Regions from separate parts of the Gasterosteus aculeatus genome. Here region 1 is linked to region 2. The links are chromatin contacts, called in public Hi-C maps. All regions are on one chromosome and are shown on one strand. Each heading gives the region's core, a stretch centred on a gene start, on an enhancer-like site or on the middle of the called end of the contact. The rest is flanking DNA. Distances are from core to core; before and after follow the strand shown.

Evidence for each region. Hi-C and Micro-C count contacts between places; a contact is called where the count stands out from the background.
Region 1: a Hi-C map of skeletal muscle shows a contact between it and region 2, with 8 times the contacts expected there. The contact joins the enhancer-like site here to the promoter of LOC120809236 in region 2. A contact is called at or near these places in 4 of 6 Hi-C or Micro-C datasets (skeletal muscle, tail fin and whole body).

What each region holds. Positions count from the first base shown.
Region 1 is chrX:17,920,910-17,924,811 of fGasAcu3.hap1.1, reverse strand. It overlaps LOC120809236 (pleckstrin homology domain-containing family A member 7), which reads right to left. Exons shown (of 28, transcript XM_078083225.1): 9 at 2,346-2,527; 10 at 154-672. Among protein-coding and RNA genes, the nearest start is that of cxh11orf58, 20 kb to the left of the region's middle. Within about 2 kb of position 2,426, at least 4 of the 9 cell types and tissues checked have open chromatin away from gene starts, as enhancers often do.
Region 2 is chrX:17,862,676-17,866,344 of fGasAcu3.hap1.1, reverse strand. LOC120809236 (pleckstrin homology domain-containing family A member 7) reads right to left here and starts at 1,519. Exons shown (of 28, transcript XM_078083225.1): 1 at 1,281-1,519; 2 at 1,066-1,142; 3 at 826-883. The coding sequence starts at 1,363.

The sequences.
Region 1 (3,902 bases), core at 1,177-3,676, 58 kb before region 2:
ATTGGTCCTATCGTATATCTTAATAAAAACAGGCTCAGTATTTTATTCTCTGCACACCTGCTCATGACACATTAGGACGACTAAAAAGGTCACAGAAAGCTTCTCTCTACTTATACACTTGTACCGCCATGACACACTAAACATGAGGCGTACCCTTTGTGCTCCGCCTTCTGCACTTTGACCCACTGCTCCACCTGCTCCAGTGTGTTTCTCCGGTGCCCCTGCTTGGGAGTGTCGCTGGGGGGAGTCGCCGCCGGCCCCCTCTGGTACGTCCCCGCCGCGATCCCGTTGGGCTCGAGGATGGGGCTGGGCGTGGACACCAGGCCGTTCCTCGTGCAGACGCCGGAGGGCAGCGTGGAGGCGGCTCGAGACACGGGCGCCGAGGCCGACGCGTGGTCGAACTGCGGGAGGGCGGAGGCCACGTGGTCGGAGGAGAGGGACGCGTGCGAGTCCATCTCCAGGACTGCGGCGCTCGTGGCGTGCTCCATTGCGGCGGCATCCTTGTGGAAGCTGCAGCGCTCGCCGGTGGCGTGGTGCCTGGGCTCCAGGAGGACCTCGTGGACCCCGGGTCGCGTGGCGTTGGGGCCCGGGGTCTTGTGGTGGTTGCCGTGGTTCATCTGCGGGACGGCCTGCTGCTGGAACAGGTTAAAGGTCTCGAACTTGTCCGACGGTCTGTTGAGAGATGACATCACACAGAAAGCCGGCGTAGTTGTCAGACTTTTACACTCTTTTACACACAAGTTATTCTTCACGTTTTCTGAGAATCATTTCAGACGTATCCTCCTCGTAAAGAAAACTAACATGACAGCGGTGGGATTGCGATAAGTCACGTCTGGCCGAGTCCTTCGTTAAATATTTGGATTAACCGATATAATTAAGCACAGCTGACATTTGATGGACGTCCGGTTCCACCGTTTCAGTTCTTATCTCAGCCTTTGTTCTGGTGCGCTGGACTGAATTTAAGCTGGAAGTCTTAAGACACATAAAAGAGGAACTCAACAACTCATCCCCGAACCTTCCGCACAGGGCTGAATACACGACCCCTTTAAAGCAGAGCAGACGACCAGCAAAGTCTTGTTCCCACAGCTAGCTACCAAACTCATTAAGGAAATCCCCTTTGACAGGAAGTGAGAGGAATCCACCCTCTGAAATGCAATGAACCAAAGTCAGAAAACAAGGATTAAAAAGGTGGCGGCGTGCTGGATATCTGGAGATATTTCATACAAATGATCACTGCAAAGTTCCTTTCAGACTGTTAAATGGGGCACAGAAGGCAACGTCTTTTCGCTTCAGAGTGTTGCAAGCAGAGCATTCCATCCCTGCATTAAGAATGCAGAAACAGGAGGTTGAAATGTGGTTTTAAAAAGGTCCCAAGTGGAAGCGGTCTTTAGTCCCCCCCCCCTTCAGTCATAAACAACTCCTTGGTCTTGTGGGATTTCCCCTTCCAAAAAGAAAAGAGGAGAGCGGAGCGCTACAAGCTGCGGGTGTCTGAGGCTGCCAGTGAACGACGGGACGCATTTGATCAGCGCCGGCTCCCGACGTCAACATATGAATAATACATGGGGGAGGGGGGAGGGGGGGGGAGCATTTCACCACATCGGAATGTCCTCTTTGGAAGCAAACAAACATCTCAGAATATAAAATACACTACTTTCATATGCTACAGCATGACTGACTGGCTCAGATCTTTTAAAACAGGGCGGGGAGCTTCTTCCAGGAATTATATGCAGTGATAAATTACACTCTGCGCTTATTGCATCCTTTTATTGGAATTTAATTTATTTAATTTACAAGTAATGTCTCGCTAAGGCTGCGATGATGACGTTTTATGCACGGTGCTCGCATGTATTTATAAACAATTCAGTGTGAAATATTTACTTAGTTTTAAAGAGGATTATGAGTGAAACTCTGTTTAATTGCAGATAATGAATGAATATAAATCAAGCTAGCTAGAAAATAAATGAACACATTGTCCCGAGAAGTGCAACATAATTAACATAATTATTGCCTCGCTGTTGTGTGTCTCCACCAATTAGACAACTGTGAGAAGTTTTCATAACGATCATACCATAGGATGGTACCATAGGATACCAGGACTGTCCCTGCTGGTGCACACCATTCCTTTAAACACTAAAATCAGAAGCGCTAGTAAAGAGCTTCCTGCTTGATTGACAGCAAACGACACAAGGGGGCGCTCATGGTGTGAGGCACTCAAAGTATTCAGGGTGGAAACAGTAAATGTTAAGATCTGGAAGAGTTCAGTGACCAAATGTACTAGAGGACCTTTTTAGCATGTTGCTGCATGCATGAGACATGCTGTGCGTGTGTGTGCGCGTGTGTGGTACCTGACAGGTGTGTTGCTGTTGTTCTGCATCAGTGTGGCCTGGTTCATGGCCCTCAGCCAGGTGCTCATGTCCTCCTGGGTGTCGGCACTGAAGTAATACGTCCGCATGCCAGTGTGTTCCGCCTGCGAGCCAATCACAGAGCTCCGCTTGTAAATATACGAGCGCATGCCAGTGTGGCTGGCCTATAGGAAGGGAGAGAGAGAGAGAGAAGAGGTTGGGTCAAAGGTCAGCAGGTCACAGGGATCAGCTGGTTCGGCTTTGGTTCAAAGAGACAGGGAGATGTCATGCTGTCCAACAAAAGAAAACAACATCAAGGGCCACATACGTATCGACCAATACGGGGGGAGAGGCGATGAGAGGAACCACAGACACAGAAATCAGCCAGTAACGACCAACAAAGCAACAACTGTTGATCGATGGAAGGAACAGTTCTGTTACAGCAGAGGAGAGGAAATGTGTCAGAAAAAAAGGAAGCCCAAGGTCCCCTGACTAACATGTTTTTTCCGTTATTACAGCTTAGAAAACTGATAAGAACACATACGAGGTAAAATAACAGTTTACAGACGTATACAGTTATAGAATATGAAAGCTTTTCATTATGCTCCCCATTTCACACCACAACAGCTCTCCAAAAAAGGGACGGAACATCATTGAAGTGATCTGGCATGGAAAAGTATCAGTGTGAAATGCGAGGCTCATTAGACAGGGTGATTGTACGGTGGGATGTAAGTGCTGAGCTCATGGCAGGCGCAGCTGAACTTCAGAGTGACGTCTCTTTGTAGGCACAGTAAAAAAGGTTATTAGTCAGTGCTGTAGTAGACTTATTGGTGCGGAGCGACAGGGCAGAACACATCTGCACCATCTCATCACGGGGAAAAACAGGACTGCTCGCAAGCAGTGAATACTAAAAGCATCACTGTGCACCTTAAGAGGACCTTCTGTTGTCAATGTATCAAGTTAATCACACTATTCAGGTTTCTCATCCCAACGCACAGAGAAGGATCATCAGTCTCTCTGCTTTTTTCCACTCTTCTAGCAAAGTGCCTCATAGTTTTATTCAAAAGGTTCTTCTACTTGTGTAGGCGGAGAGAGCAGCAACTGCAGCAGAGATTCTCTGCAGCCCAAAGCAAACGAGCGCTGCACCGCTTCCTGGTCTACCGAGGGGACCAGCAGTCGAGGCGCTGCTACCTCAGATTCCTCCTGCTGTGGATTTCTGCCTTTAAGTTCATTCGAGTCCGGGGAGACGACCTCGAGAGGCCGACACAAAGACATTGGCTTTGATGATCCACATAGTTAGAACATTGTGCTGCTGCAGAACTCGTGCTGAGAAATATCTCAATGTGATGTCACTGATGTTGCAATTGGCCAGCTATCAGGGATAAAAAAAAACAACACACCATCAAATAACAGAACAGAACCAACAGCTGTCTAATTGAAAAGCTTTTGTATCCTTGATGAAGATGTGGGTTTATTAGAGGCTCTTTAAAGTGAGTTGCACTCCAGCGAGCACGTCAAATGTCCTTCTCTCTCTCCTTCCTTCCGTCCTTCCTTCCTTCC
Region 2 (3,669 bases), core at 270-2,769:
GTTCAAACGGACTGAGTCCAGATTTTCACCACACCTTCCTAAATTCATCCTAAAATGCACTCAGTTCATCGAGTTCACCTCACTATCACTAATGCAATGATTGTGCTATAGTTCTTTTTACTTATTGACCTTAACTTGGATTATTGTGGTAAAGATAAAGTGACAAATGCATGAGTACAACAATTAACAAAGTCTTTCAGACAAATCACCTGTGGCGCATTGATCTGTTTAAGAATGGAAGAATTGTGAAAAATGGAAGAATAACACAATTAATCTAACACAGTTTAGCTAACTTTCAGGACTAGGGTCAAAACAATCTGGAGGTGGAAATACATTTCTGTTGCTAAGAAACAACAAATTGCCATCAAGAGTAGTATCATTAGTGGATCATTTTGGAAACGGCATTTAAAAGTTACGCACAGAAGCACTTGTTTGTTGTTGGTTTGTGCAAAAACAAAAATGCATTGTGGTCCTATTTTTATAATATTTATACAATATCAGCCTCACGACGAGCACGAAACATTCCGAGGGTCAAAAGTCCTTTAAAAGCGGCCCGCCCCCCAGCCGCGACATTACAGCAATCGATCATAATAAAGTAATAATCGTGACTTGTGCAACGAGTACATGCGGAACCTCTGGGTTACCTGTGTACTTGTTATGTTTCCGAGCTACTGAGTACTTCTTTCACTACAACATCCCAGTAAAACTCGTTACAAGGTGCAACACGTGTTCTCCCGGAACAACCAATGAGCGCAGCGGGGTCACTACGCGGTCAGCAGGTGACCCCCCCCCCCCCCGGGGACCGGGAGTCATGACGGTACTCACTTTATGAAGTAACTGGCCCCCTCGTTGGTGAAGCCTTCCTCCCATCCCTGAGGGAGGTCTGCGGGGGAACACGAGAAACACGTTAGCGAGACTTCGTCGGAGACACCTGTAGCCCCCCCCCCGGCCCTCGTGAGCGAGCGAGCGAGCCCGCGTGCGCGGGCGCGCACACACACACACACACACACACAGGTGAAGCACCCCCCTCTTCCAACTAGCTTAGCTAAAGTTGACGTTAGCTACCTGAGCGGATCATGTGTCCGGAGTTTACTGGTTCAGCGGAGCGGGGATGGAGCCAGGTGGTGTTTCGCGCCTCATCGCTGCCGAACGCGCGCACAGACACACGCACACACAGAGAGAGACAGAAAAACACCTGTTACACCAACGGGAAAACACACCAGCAAACCCAACTCCCGTTCACACGGGGCAGACGGCGCGGTAAAGCCCCCCTTACTCACTTGATGAAGAAGACTCTTCCGTCCGCGCGAACACCGTACGACCAGTGCTCAGGTAAGGCGTCCCGCCCGAGAGGTGCCGCCATGATCCGGTCTGAAAGTCCTATTTCACCTCATTCCCTCGCGCGGTGGAGAGAGCTCAGCGTTCACCGGGCCAGCGCCGCCTTCAGGCTCTGCTCTGAATGCCTGTAAATCTGAACACCGCGAGGGAAACCTCTGAAAAACAGACAGACACACACACACACACACACGGGATTCGGGGCTGTTGGAGTCTTTCTTTATCGCAGACTGCTTTGGTCCTCACTGAAAATGTTTCCCTTTTAGTTGATTATAATTGCATAAATAGGTGTTTGTATTACGCACACATTTTGTTAATTTTACATATTCTCCTGAATGTCACATATGTTATTCTAATTCTCATTTATTTGTTAGGCGCAAACTAACCATACACTAACCTAACCAGGTCATTTCCGACCAGAATAACACAGGTGTTACCAGACTATAATGAAGCATACATGTAAACAAAATATGTATACCTGAGCAGTTAAATTAATATGTTTAATTGAAATACTTGTCAACGGTTACCGCAAAACCATTGACAAGTTACCTCAACATTTCTAAAAATCTGTCAAAAGCCCTAGTTGTGTGAGGCAAACGTGAATAATGTGAAACCAAGGGTAGTAATCTATTGATTTCCCCATGTTTGCCACCAAAGCTTCTCAAACGTCAGATGCCAGTTATTTATAAATCATAGGGTCGAGGGGTTAAACTGACGAAAGCCAAGTTATACTCACTCACTTAACACATTTTATTCAAATTCACTCAATCGCATCCCTCCAACCGCAATATTAACTGAATATACTCCCACCTGATGTGTGTTATGTTTATGGAGGTAATAATGTAAATGATTCATAGTTACGAGTATTTTTATCAGTACTTCCGAGAGCCCTTTGGTCCTTCTGAAGGCTGATTAATGCTGTGATAACAACTGCAAAAAGGCCACATAAACAGCTGACAACATCAAAAAGAAAGGACACATCCGTGGATTAAATGTATGGTAATCAAACCTTTTTTTAATTGTATTTCATAACAGTCAAATTTTGTTCAATGATTCCACTGTGTCTGTACTATTCTTTCTACCACAGTAGTACTTTTACAGGGATGTATTTACATTTAGTACAATAATGAAACCTGTATCATCTATTTTGTACAGCAATATTGAACGGTTGTACAAACAAACAAATAGAACCATGGGTATCTTGTGAATGTTCCCGTGTATCTAGAACATTGAAAAATGACATCAACGTTCTGAAAATAGTATCAAAGTGATTGTAAAAAAACTGTAAGAGCCTCCGTCACTCGCTGGGAAGTCTGAGCTCACTGGAATGTCTCCAGGAGACGCGTGGTGGCGTGCTTGTGACAACGTCGCGACGTGCAGACCTTCGGTTTGAAAAACAAACAGGTGAGCTGAGCTGCTGACAAGCCCTCAGGCAGCCGGAGTTCTTTCTCCAAAAACCAGAAGGCCAGAGTGCAGGGAGGAGAACGGAAAGACAGAAGGACTGCAGCCTTTCCTCGGGCTCAATTTGACGTGGAAGACACAAGGGAGGGGGGGTGTAGCATATGAGATGAGATGAAAAAATGAAGATTTGATAAGAAGAACTAAGAAGGGATGGTGGTGGATGGTACCGGAAGGGTGGGGGGTGTTAAACCTTAAGTGCAAAAAACAATAAATAAGGACGCTTGTCCTTCAGGCTTTATACCGACGAGGTCACGCCTGAAGCCTCCGCTCGCCCAAAGGTTTCACCACCGGTTCTGGACCCGCACGTCCACTTCATCACGCGCCTTCTAACACAGGAAAATTAATTTGTGAGTGAGTTTGTGATCTGATCCCTACGACACTCGATCAGGAGGAGAAATGTTATTTTATGTTCCCTTCATAGATGTTATTTCAAACAGATAACATTTAGTAGATTTATTTATGGACATGTTTTGCACCCACAAGCTAATTATGTATTTTATTCTGGCTTCTCTTCTGCTGTTCTGGTTCCACCGGTGTTGCAGATGTAGAAATGAAAGTGAACCTGTGATTCTGTACATCGGACACAGATCAAAAGAACAACAATTACAACAAAGAACCTCCGAGGTGGTGTGAACCTGATGTGAAATGTGTTTCATTTGGCTCATCAAAAACACAGTTTGGAGAAGAATAAATGCTAGAATTGAAAAGATCTGCTTCACATGAACAGCAGTTCACTCTCAGCTTAGTTGTCCACCCAATGTGGCAAAGCAAGCAGCACAAAACAACAATTATTTCTGAAATAATGACTATTTTGCTTATAGTGTGGGCCGGCCGTGCACTCAGCAACAATGAGCTTTCTGGCAACGTCACTAA